Regions from separate parts of the Hordeum vulgare genome. Here all the other regions are linked to region 3. The links are chromatin contacts, called in public HiChIP or PLAC-seq maps. All regions are on one chromosome and are shown on one strand. The core of a region is the stretch at or near the end of the contact, and the rest is flanking DNA. Distances in the headings are between cores, read along the strand shown. Region 1 holds the start of LOC123411286 (polyadenylate-binding protein 2-like). Region 2 holds the start of LOC123409138 (histone-lysine N-methyltransferase SUVR4-like). Region 3 holds the start of LOC123410073 (monothiol glutaredoxin-S10-like). Region 4 holds the start of LOC123409139 (protein PROTON GRADIENT REGULATION 5, chloroplastic).

Region 1 (2,890 bases), core at 2-2,501, 320 kb after region 3:
AAGAAAAGCATTCACATCTAGTAATACCTTGATAAATATATTTGCAGCACCACTTTTACGTGAGCTGGGGTCACGGTTAGAATACATTATCCTGATAGGCTTCCCATTAACAGGAGTGAAGTTTAGCATTTCCAATGCCCTTGCAGCTGCAAGCAATTAAAATTATAAGGAACAAAGAGACAGCACGTATAAAATAGTAGAAGTTCAGTGCATAAAAAATCAAAATCAGTTTTTAAGAAGTATGCTTCAGCTGATAAAGCAATTAGAGCATCATATATCTCTAATCATGTTTAGGGCTTGCTAAACCATGTTATGCCAAATCAGAGAACCATAAAACTATGTATGTTTCTGCAAAAATGTCTGTACAAAACAGCACTGCAAGTCTGCCCAAGTAACTCACAATGAATTGCAAGTACTGTTCGGTGCAGAAGAAAAATATAAATGTATATTACAGAGAAAGTACGGATTCTGCATGTTTACTGCCAACAAAATAGATTTGAATAGTTTGATCTTACTAGGGCTACTAGCTAACTGCGTAGCACTAGCACCTAAATCAAAAATAACTGACTCGTCCTCATTTAGTGACTACTGAATCTACATTCTGGAAAAACAATAAGGGGAGGCTCGACTATCACTGTATATCCCCGATGCATAAAGGGGCGAAACATGGAGCCATAAACATAATAAGCATATAAACACTATTTCTACTAATCCAACTAAATCAACTTCAAAGACATTGCAAGCAGGCCAACCACGCGATTTGACCAACAGATAATAGGCAGGAACATACTCACCATCGGCAGGGCTGCTGAAGTTGACGTACGCGTAGCCTAGGGACATCCTGGTGTTGACGTCCCGGCACACGCGCACAGACACCACCGAGCCGACCTGGCTGAAGACGTCAAAGAGCTGCGCGTCTTGCACGCTCACGTCCAGATCCCCCACGTACAGGGACGTCGCTGGAAAAGCCGTAGTGGTTGCAGTTGCAGCTGCTGCCGCAGCAACAGCCGCCGGAGACGCGACGCCCTCCATCGCGCCAGCCGCTGGCGCTGCCAACGCCTGAACCTGCGCCGCCATCATCAACCGGGTAGGAAAGGTAATAGATAAGCGGATCCGACCGAAGGATAGGTTCCTGATGATTTTTTTCGAGATTTTTGGGGTAATTTTGCGGATTTTTTTGGGTTTTCTAGGGTTTGGTAGGAATGGGAGGAGAGGATTTCGCTCCCAACTACGGCGCTCAAGGGGCCAGGCGGCGGCGGGAGGGGGAGGGCAATAAGAAGGGTGGGGAGGGGAGCGTGGGGATCCCAGATGCCGTGACGACGGTTGGATTCGTGAGGTGGCGCTCGAGTAGGGATTGACGGGCCGGATGGACGAGGCCAGAGTCAAAGAGCGCGTTTGGTAGCTCCTTCTCAACTCATTTTTGTTTGTTTGATATCTCTATATCTCTACTAGTAAAATGCTCGTATGTTGCTACAGGTTATTATGCATATAAATGAATCAAATCAGTGATTGAGGTCATCTTCAATGTCGAAACTCATTTTTCACTCATGCGTTTGTGTGAGTTCATAGATCAAAGGGCGCCCAACGGGCTTCCCAAAATTCAACCGTCTAGATAGTCCATGTTTCCACAAATCAACCATATATGAGGAAGAGAAAAATGTGTTTATCTCGACTATCCGTCATGTTAACTCTGGCACATGGTCTCTACACAAAAATCCTACCCCATAATGCACCCTTTCCTTTTTTCTGCAGGACCCTTCCCTTCCCACCATAGCGAAACATTCGCGATAGAGCCTGTGCTCCTGTAGGACCATCCCCTTTCCATCATAGCAAGACATTTCTCGCTGGAGGCAGCATTGTATACAAAATGGTATGTTAATATGTAGATCATTAAAATATCAAGAACAAATTCACTTTGTTTGTTTGGATGTATAGAAAATAATATAGAAGGAACAACGATTTCACTCTTTTTGTTTGATCTTTACATGTATGATGTGTTAATCAACACATTTATTATTCTTTCAAAATGTGAATGCCCGTGCAATACCACAACCCTCTAGCTTTCTTTGACATTGTGTATATAAACATAAGGCACACCAAATTTCATGCTTATTTAAAAGATAGTCATTACCACTATTTTTGTGCCAAAAATATTAGTATCATATTTTCTTAAGGAGCCCTACTCTAGCTAGAGAATAAGAGGATTGGGTTTTGGCAGGATGCAAGGTGCCAACTCATCAAGCACGAGAGTTGTAAGATAAATCCACTTCACTTGAAGTATATTTTGACAAAAATAATACTCTCTCCGTCTCAAAATCCTTGTCACCCGCCCAGTTCATTGGCAAATTTTCAGAAAAAAAACATCGCAATTTGAAAAGTTTGTCAAACAGACCCCTCGACCCCATTTCTTTGTGCTCGTGTGTTGCCACGGAACAACAAAATTAATGTTCCTATCATTGTTGTTGGTTGTCAAATCCGATCCAATCTACCAGATTGTCTTGACGCTACACTTAACACCTTATCTTTTGTTGTCGTTGGTCAATGAAAGGGTCAAGAATCATCCTTTCATCGTCCCAGCTGAATGCTTGTGCGTTGTCACGGGATCAAAAAATATTTTAATTCATAAATCTATTAAACTTGTACAAACATTGTTTCAGTCATACAACGACAAGTATCCATTTCATTCCTGCCTGCTTCTTTCATAATTGCATCAAATATATCCTTATCTAATACTCCCATATGACAAGGAATGAAAAACAAATAGAATGGCATCAAACATGAGGAATACGGATATGCTTTACAGCCCCTAACAGGCCAACAATAAGCTGGAAACGAACAAATTAATAATAATATAAAACTTATATTCCAGGACATCTAGATAATAATTCAT
Region 2 (2,869 bases), core at 250-2,749, 490 kb before region 3:
TTGGGTGTATGAGTCGTTAAAAATCTGTTCGGTGCTTTTGTAATTGTTGATGTAACTGAAACTGAGTTTCACCTACAACGTGAAATCTTATGATGGTGTAATGCCAAGACAACTTCGTCTGAGAAATCAAGTTGTTGTGTTTTCTAGGCAAATGAGAAATGTAACCTTCAATGCATGACGCATTTGAAAATAGTTGCGCACATGCATATAACTGCTATTTTTTATGTGGCTAAAGCCTAACCATATCTTAACAAAAATGCAGTACTACATTGATTTATACTTTTGTTGTTCCATTTCATTTTATGTGATTCCGTAGCGTAGCACGGGCATCTTACTAGTTTCAGCTAAAACTAACGCAAAGCATGAACAGCTCTAGCCTGGTCATCAGAAGAGGGGAAGAAACGAACATCTCTAGCCTTGAAAGTAGTTGTGGTGAGATAATGCAAGAAGCCGCATACCTGAAGACCCAATATTGAGGCCGTTGGTAAGAGGAGCAGCTGGAACATCAATTTCAGGTTCAGGCTTGGGCTCTTGTAAGAAGAGAGCATCTTGGGAATTTTCATTGACACCCATGGGTCTGTTGATGAGGGAGGTTTCATTATCAGTGTCATACCGAGCAGCGGAAGGGTGTTGGTCATCTGGATCTGGTGTGGCCGACGTTGAGTTGTGAGGTTCGGACTCTTGGCCCGTCATCTGATGTGAAACAGCAATTGGGAAGGCTGAGCATCAAGTGGTAATTATCACTAGTAGTAAAGAAACAGAAAGTAGAGTAGTAGCATTTGTACATGACGGGCAGCGGCAGGCATTGGTTGATTGTTTTGGGCATCCAGGATGGTGTCAGCAAGGATGCGGTAGCTCTCGTCCTCGATGGGCGCCCAGTTTTTGTCAAAGAGGTGGTAGAGGTGCCTGAGGACCGGCTCAACCTGCTTCTTGGAGAAGCCGAGACGCCCCATGGCCACATAGGCCTTTTGAGTCTTGTCCTTGTGGGAAACCATGGCCTTCCTATGATGAAATGTCCCACTGCTACTTGACTTGTGCTGCAGAGAAGGTTTCTATTTGCACTATCAATCAAACCCTCCTCCTAAGACAAAGACGAAAAATAAATAGACAAATTCGTTTATGAAACCCTAGGAGAAATGAGGAATGCGCGAATTTGCATCGAATAACGGCTGGATAAGAAGAAACCCCAATCTTGAAAGGGCGTCAGGTTGTACCAAGAAACATCCATCAGTAGAGGGAGATGGAGGGAGAGGGAGAGGGAGAGAAGGGGGAATGCACCCACCTAGGGCACAAGAAGAAAAGAAATCGAAACTTTGGAGCCTGCTAGAAGAAAGGATCGATGGTCACAGACCTGCACGTCGCAAGGCAAAGTGGGCGAGTCAGGGGTTCTGGGGCGGGGCGGGTGCGAGTTGGAGGCTGGCTGGGGTTTCGAGGCGCAGGAGTCCGGAGGAAGACGACGAGGCCAAGGGAGACTGCCTGCTGCTGCTGCTGACTGACTGACTGACACTAATACCGTCGCCTTTTGGGCCTGCCCTTCTCACGGGCCTCTTTAGTGATGATAATAATAAGCCCATAAAAGGCCTCGCAAGTCCAGTCCAGTCCAGTCCAATAAAAAGGAGTCGTCCTCTTGCTGGAATAGAAACCCTAATCGAATCAATCCCTTCCATCCAGTCCAGATCAAAACAAGGGAGAGGGCATGGCGTCGTCCTCTGCTGTGAGCAAGCGCGGCGACGCGGGCGGCGTCCTGGCTGCGATCTCGCGGTCTTCGGTGGCGGCGCACGGCCGCGAGGCCGCGGCGGTGGCGGGGAAGCTGCTGCGGAGTACGGGGAAGGCGGCGTGGATCGCGGGGACCACCTTCCTGGTGCTCGTCGTGCCGCTCATCATCGAGATGGACCGCGAGCAGCAGATGGTCGACCTCGACCTCCAGCAGCAGGCTCTTCTGGGCTCGCCGCCGACCCTCGCCAAATAAATCTCTCCTCTTGTTCGCTTCCGTCCTTCACATTTCATTTTGCCTGGTATCATAAGTTGTCGACAATTTTATCACTAGTGTGTCTGTGTCTGTTATCGGAGAGAAAGATCATGCCTTGTTGTTGTGACTGTGACTGCTCCTTCTCCTGCTCGGTACAATTATCGCAATATCACCAGCTTGTCTTGAACTCGGTCCTGTGTTTGTTTATGATTGCCTATTTAGATACGTACACTACATACATACATATCATTCCTTGGGGACGATTCTGACTTCTGATTGTAACAATGGCCCATAACCAGAACTCGGTCCTGTGTTTGTTTATGATTGCCTATTTAGTATCTTTCTTTACTCATACGATCCACCATGAATGGATCAGATTCCACTATCAAAAGGATAACAGAAGAGAACATAAAAACAGCGTCTTGGCGCAAAGCAAAGCAGGTAAACTAAAGTAAGGTTATCCCAGCCGCAACTCTCCTGCTGCATGCAACCCTAACAGGGTAGAGGGGGGAGCCAAGGCGAAGCAAAACAGATCTCAAAAGAGCTTGGGAAGGTATCCATCAGCACACACTGGTGCAAAATCATTGTTTGAACCATCATCTCCCATGATCATCAGGGAAGCATTTCCTCGCTCCCTCCTGCCATCCTCAACAGCCTGTGCACACAAACATCAGTATGAACTATAATTTCAGCTAAAACTAACGCAGAGCATGAACAGCTCTAGCCTGGTCATCAGAAGAGGGGAAGAAACGAACATCTATAGCCTTGAAAGTAGTGGTGGTGAGATAATGCAAGAAGACGTATACCTGAAGACCCAGTATTTGAGGTCGTTGGTAACAGGAACAGCTGATGTTTTTGAGCTTCCAAATAGCCCAACAGGGCCAATATTTTGAGGTCGTT
Region 3 (2,700 bases), core at 119-2,618:
GTTTCTTTTCTTTTTCTTCTCTGTTTTTTGTTTTGTTTTCACCATTTCTCAATCTTTTTGCATTCGTTTCTTCAGTTTTATTTTTCATTTTCTTTTGTTTCTTTTTTGTATTCATCTTTTGGTTTTCTTTGTTTCTTTTGGATTTCATTCTACATTTTTTGCATATGTCAAAAACATTTTTCTAATACATATCTAACAATTTTCAATTAGAATTTATTACATTGTCTATATTTCAATACATATCTTTAACATTTTTTAAATGCTTGCTTAATTTTTTTTAGTACATGTTGAACATTTTCCTATATACACTTTTAAACTTTTCAAATGCTTGATTATTTTTTTCAGAAAAAAGATTAAAATTTCCTAATACACCATCAATATTTTTTTTCACATTTAATATTTTTGTCAAATGCTTGACTAATATTTTCTAAATGCAATATCAGATGGTCAATATTTTTTCTATACACATCTAACTTTTTTCAAATGCTTTATTAACATTTCCTAAATACTTGTTCAACATTTTTTCAAATGCTTGATTAATAGTTTTCAAATACTTGTTCAACATTTTTTGAAATGGTAGATTAACATTTTTGAAATACTTGTTCAATATTTTTACAAGTGCTTGATTAACATTTTTTATATAAATGATCAAACTTTTTATCATTTTTTAATACATGGTCAACGATTTTTCTGTACACATTTAACATTGTTCAAATGCTTGATCAACATTTTCAAATACTTGTTCAATTTTTTTTATCAAATCCTTGATTAACATTTTTATATAGTTGATCGAAAAAATTCTTAATTTTTTAATATATGGTCAACATCGTCTGAGTACAAATTTAACATTTTTGAAACTATTGATGAACATTTATTAAATACTGGTCCAATATTTTTTCAAATGCTTGATTAACATTTTTATATACAGTGTAAAGTAATTCATTATTTTTTTATACATGGTAAACATTTTTCTATACACTTTTAACTTTTTCAAATGCTTGATCAACATTTTTTAAAACTTGTTAAAAAATTCAAATGCTTGATTTTTTTTTAAAACATGATTAAATATTTATACACATTGTTTATACAGTTGAGAGAGAGAGAGAGAGAGAGTTTTAAAGTATAAAGCAATGTGAAAAAACAAAGAAAACAATAAACAGAAAATGTAAAAGGAAAAACAGAGAAATGAGGCGTCGGCCTCCCGCGCTTCTGGGCCAGTGCCTCTCGGTCTCCCCTTCAGCGAGGGTTCCTTCCTCTCGCTGTAGGCGAGATATAGAGACGCCCCATTGAAGGCGAGATATAGGGGCGTTCAATTGGGAAGGGCGGTTACCGACATTATTGGGCTGTGGCTTGGGATTGCGTTCTCTTCACGCAGAACAAGAACGAGAATAAGCCCTAAAAAAAAAGGGAAGAGAATCGTGGTGGTGAAGGAGTCTCGCCATCGCCATCGCCATCGCCATTGCCATCCCCATCGCCATCGCGATTTCATCGTCCCGTCGCCGCAAATGCCGCCGCCGTGCCCGACCCTCTGCCGCCTCCCCGCGACTAACCTCGGTCTCCCTTGGTGCCCCCGGTCCATACCTCTCCCTCGCCTCGCTCTCGCCGCGCGCCGCGCCAGGGCCGTCGCTGCCAGGGCCTCGTCATCCTCTTCCTCGCCGGACTCCTCCTTCGGCTCGCGGATGGAGGACTCTGTCAAGAAGACGCTCGCCGACAACCCCGTCGTCATCTACTCCAAGTCGTGGTGCTCGTAAGAACCTCACCTGAAGTCCAACACAACCAATTCGTTGCACGATTTGTTTTCTGCGACTAATTCATTCGAGCCACTCGTGTGTTCCCTTCGTCATATGCGCTCTGGTGCTTACACTACACCGTAGGTATTCAATGGAGGTCAAGGGTCTCTTCAAGCGGATTGGCGTGGATCCACATGTCATCGAGCTCGACCATCTCGGTTCGTCCCTCTTCTTCTTCTACTCGTATCTATAGGAGAATTGATTTTGATCATGCTCCACGAACCATCTTCTCTTTTCTTCGCCCGCGGAGGAGTGATCTCCATCTTCTCTTTTGATCATGCTCCGAGAACCATCGGGGAGATTGGGCTTTCCATAACAGCGGCACCACACATCATCTCAATATGCACATCCCCGCCACATCTAACTGCTGCACATGTTGTCTTTTAGTCGGCCAACACTCAGCGCCATACAACATTGCGGGTCGAACCGCCTTTCTATAGAACTTGCCTTTTAGCTTTTGTGGTACTTTCTTGTCACAGAGAATAGAAGCTTGGCGCCATTTTATCCATCCGGCTTTGATTCAATGGTTCACATCTTCGTCGATATTCCCTTGCTTCTGCAGCAATAAAATATTATCAGAAATTAGGCGCCCGGACACAAATGCGCTCTCGGGATATAACGTTCAAAAGGCTTATTGGCTTGAGGTCTTTTATCTTCACTGGCAAAAGGGCCCGTGCGTTGCAACGGGAGAAAAAGATCATACGCTCTTAATTTATAAAAAAATGGTCTATAATCTGAGACTTCGTAGTTACGGCACAAATAGATATGGTCTTACCCTACAAAAGTTCAGTTCAAGATTCCACAGGTCTTCTATTTTAACACGGCTTGCATGTAGATTTAATACATACTCCCTCCGTCCCAAAATAAGTGTCTCAACTTTGTACTAGCTCTAGTATAAAATTGTACTAAG
Region 4 (2,736 bases), core at 36-2,535, 510 kb before region 3:
TGTATAACACACTCTACCGCTGAGGCCATCAGTAGAGGATATATACATCATTTGTCCATCCATCCAGGTTGAAATGAACTTTAACTGAACTCAATGTTGGTTTAAGTAATTGCTCCCTCTCCAGAAGAGAAGAGAAGAGAAGAAAAGATATACGACTAGTATACATACATGCATGCAATCTCCCAACTCCAAGGAAAGATGGAAGAGCGGTTGATGACTCCCTTTTGCTAGTAGAAAAGGTAGGTTGATGATTGCCTTTTGCTAGTAGAAAAGGGTAGGAGAAGGAAGGGGTGATTGTGAGGTCAAGCAAGGAATCCGAGCTTCTCTCCGTTCTTCTTGGCGAGGCGGATCAAGCCCTGCCTCTGCTTGGGGTCAGCGCCGATGGTCTTGCAGAACTCGGTGATCACCTGTTTATTTGGTTTCCGTATGTCAATAAATTTATTAAGCTGTTTGGCACTCCCTTCGTCTCAAAATAAGCGTTTTAAGTATGTCAATAAATTGATTAAGCTGCTTGATACTTCCTTTGTTTCAAAATAAATATCGGTGTCGATGATCTAAGATTGGTTGTAATAAAAAGTATCATATATTATTATCATGCATATGATATTAATATATGATAATACATCTGTAATACAAAGTATCATAGGATAGTTCATTTATTGTCATGCATGACATATAATATATAGAACAACATTTAATTATATGTCACCTTATTAAAATTGTCTAATTACCTTGCATAATACCACCTATGATACTTTCGTTACAACCAGCTTAATACAAAATTTATACAAATTTTAATGATAAATTTAACATTTATTTTGAGACGGAGGAAGCATATGTTACTCCAAGCGGAAGGGAGGAGCTAGGTACCTGGGAGTGCAGCGCGATGGCCTTGCCCCTGAGCTGGTTGAAGCGCTTGCGTCCAACGATGTTGCGCACCACCACCACCAAGGGCGCGAAGATGCCCTTGCCCTCGTTTACATTGCCCATCCTGGCGGGCGTCCGAAGGGGCCGCGCCGACCGCGGCCGCGCCGACACCGACATGGCCAGCGCCGAGCAGTGGTCGTCACCGGACACAGAGCTAGACCACGTCGGAAGAGCTCGCAGCCCGTAGGACACCGACGCAGTCATCTCTGCTCTCCTTCCTCTTCTCCGCTGTGCTGTCCCGTGCAGTGTGGGGGAATGGAGAATATGGTGAAGACGTAGCCAAGACGATGACGGATGACGGACCGCTGGTGGCCAGCCAAAGCCCCCTCTCTCTTCCGATTCCAGTTGTGAGGGGATGAGGAGTTTCTGGGCAGCAACGGAGGGCCTATGCCGTGCCACCACGTCATCTTTCCTTGGCCTTTTTCCATTTCTCTGCCACGTCATCCTTAAGACGGATTGAGCCAAAAGTCTAGTGAAGCACAATGCCACTTTCAAGTAAAACTAACTATGGAGTAGTAAACTATAATTGACATGGAAAGAGAAAGCAAAAAGCATGAACATCTCTACCAAACCTCGTATAATCATTAAAACTGTAAAGTTTCAGCGATTATATGGGTTTGAGCCGTTTTACCTCATCGAACAGGCACCACAAACGAAGTCCAACCCGTAATTTTTTTACGGTGGTCCGAAAACGAGATCGTGCGACCACTATATGTGCGAGTTCGGCTGTTGGATACGGTCCGAACCCTATCCCTCCGTCGTTGTGAAAACTCTCCACCCCTCACCGTCGGCGCCTCCAATCCGCCGCCTCGCCCCTCCAATCCATCGCCCGAGATGGCCAACTCCGGTCGCCGTGGCAATGACAACCACGAGAGGGTGCGTTACGTCAGATCCAACGCGGCGGTACACGCGTTGGGGCCGATCGCCGCCGTCGTCGCTCCTCCGCCGCGAGACAGAGGAGTACGACCACGCGTGCGACCACCTCTTCTCCGGCAGCAGTAGCTCCTCCGAGGCATTGAGTTCGCGCTCCTCCCTCACCTCAATGAAGAGGGAGCTAGAGGAGCTCCCCTCGATGAAGATGAAGCCGAAGGATGAGGCGCGGCCGGAGCGACGTGTCGGGGGCGTCGTCGGGCCGGAGGACTTCCTCCCCCCGACGAAGGCGAAAACCCTTCTGCCCTTGCTGCTGGCGCGCAGGGCGAAAGAAGACAGGCAGCGCCGTCGGAAGGACAAAGAGATCGACACCGTGTTCTACGAGCAGCATGTCACATCAGACCTCGCCTTCGGCAACAAGGTGGAGTGGCGCCGCGAAGCCACTGAACAGGAACACATCTATGTCGACCTCTACTCCGATGACGACAACGACTGAGCGCTGCCGCATGACAACTACCGCACAAGCTCCGATGAGCTCTATTTAGTGTGACATGATAGTTAGCTTAGCTCGACCTCGGCATCACCGCCACGAGAACCCCAACCCCCTTCTAGTAGTAGTAGTAGAATGTATACGTATGATCATGTAGTATGTGATGAACTATAAATGATCAATGCGGTTGCAATTTCTTCCGCAAAAGTTTTTTTAAAATTATACAATTTTATATGTTGGATCTATTCTGCAACGCACGATTTGACCTGACAAAACCCCGCTTCATCGAACTATAGATGCCTTATGGGGTCGGAAAAATACGGGGTCTAGAGATGCTCTAAGCACCGGTAGTGAAGCAAGTGAACTGCAATTATTGTTAGGTATCCCACAATATAAAACCGTTTTGCAAAATAACATCGGAGGGAGTACACCACAGTGACAGACTGACG

The links. HiChIP or PLAC-seq counts read pairs in DNA pulled down with a chosen protein or histone mark.
Region 1: an H3K4me3 HiChIP or PLAC-seq map of embryo shows a contact between it and region 3, with 3 times the contacts expected there. The contact joins the promoter of LOC123411286 here to the promoter of LOC123410073 in region 3. A contact is called at or near these places in 4 of 6 Hi-C or Micro-C datasets (leaf and seedling) and 1 of 1 datasets of contacts at active chromatin or transcription factors (embryo).
Region 2: a contact with region 3 is called in an H3K4me3 HiChIP or PLAC-seq map of embryo, with 3 times the contacts expected there. The contact joins the promoter of LOC123409138 here to the promoter of LOC123410073 in region 3. A contact is called at or near these places in 4 of 6 Hi-C or Micro-C datasets (leaf and seedling) and 1 of 1 datasets of contacts at active chromatin or transcription factors (embryo).
Region 4: an H3K4me3 HiChIP or PLAC-seq map of embryo shows a contact between it and region 3, with 9 times the contacts expected there. The contact joins the promoter of LOC123409139 here to the promoter of LOC123410073 in region 3. A contact is called at or near these places in 4 of 6 Hi-C or Micro-C datasets (leaf and seedling) and 1 of 1 datasets of contacts at active chromatin or transcription factors (embryo).

The regions. Positions count from the first base shown.
Region 1 is chr7H:302,545,434-302,548,323 of MorexV3_pseudomolecules_assembly, reverse strand. It overlaps LOC123411286 (polyadenylate-binding protein 2-like), which reads right to left and starts at 1,251. Exons shown (of 9, transcript XM_045104218.1): 1 at 795-1,251; 2 at 28-146. The coding sequence starts at 1,080.
Region 2 is chr7H:303,351,132-303,354,000 of MorexV3_pseudomolecules_assembly, reverse strand. LOC123409138 (histone-lysine N-methyltransferase SUVR4-like) reads right to left here and starts at 1,499. Exons shown (of 9, transcript XM_045102115.1): 1 at 1,352-1,499; 2 at 786-1,052; 3 at 459-693. The coding sequence starts at 995. LOC123409140 (mitochondrial import receptor subunit TOM9-2-like) reads left to right here and starts at 1,643. Exons shown (of 1, transcript XM_045102120.1): 1 at 1,643-2,156. The coding sequence starts at 1,697. The coding sequence ends at 1,969. It overlaps LOC123409141 (a long non-coding RNA gene), which reads left to right. Exons shown (of 3, transcript XR_006612831.1): 3 at 1-449.
Region 3 is chr7H:302,865,328-302,868,027 of MorexV3_pseudomolecules_assembly, reverse strand. It overlaps LOC123410073 (monothiol glutaredoxin-S10-like), which reads left to right and starts at 1,368. Exons shown (of 5, transcript XM_045102961.1): 1 at 1,368-1,747; 2 at 1,875-1,948. The coding sequence starts at 1,506.
Region 4 is chr7H:303,371,335-303,374,070 of MorexV3_pseudomolecules_assembly, reverse strand. It overlaps LOC123409139 (protein PROTON GRADIENT REGULATION 5, chloroplastic), which reads right to left and starts at 1,285. Exons shown (of 2, transcript XM_045102119.1): 1 at 871-1,285; 2 at 1-407. The coding sequence starts at 1,131. The coding sequence ends at 303. LOC123409138 (histone-lysine N-methyltransferase SUVR4-like) reads right to left here. Exons shown (of 9, transcript XM_045102115.1): 9 at 2,639-2,736.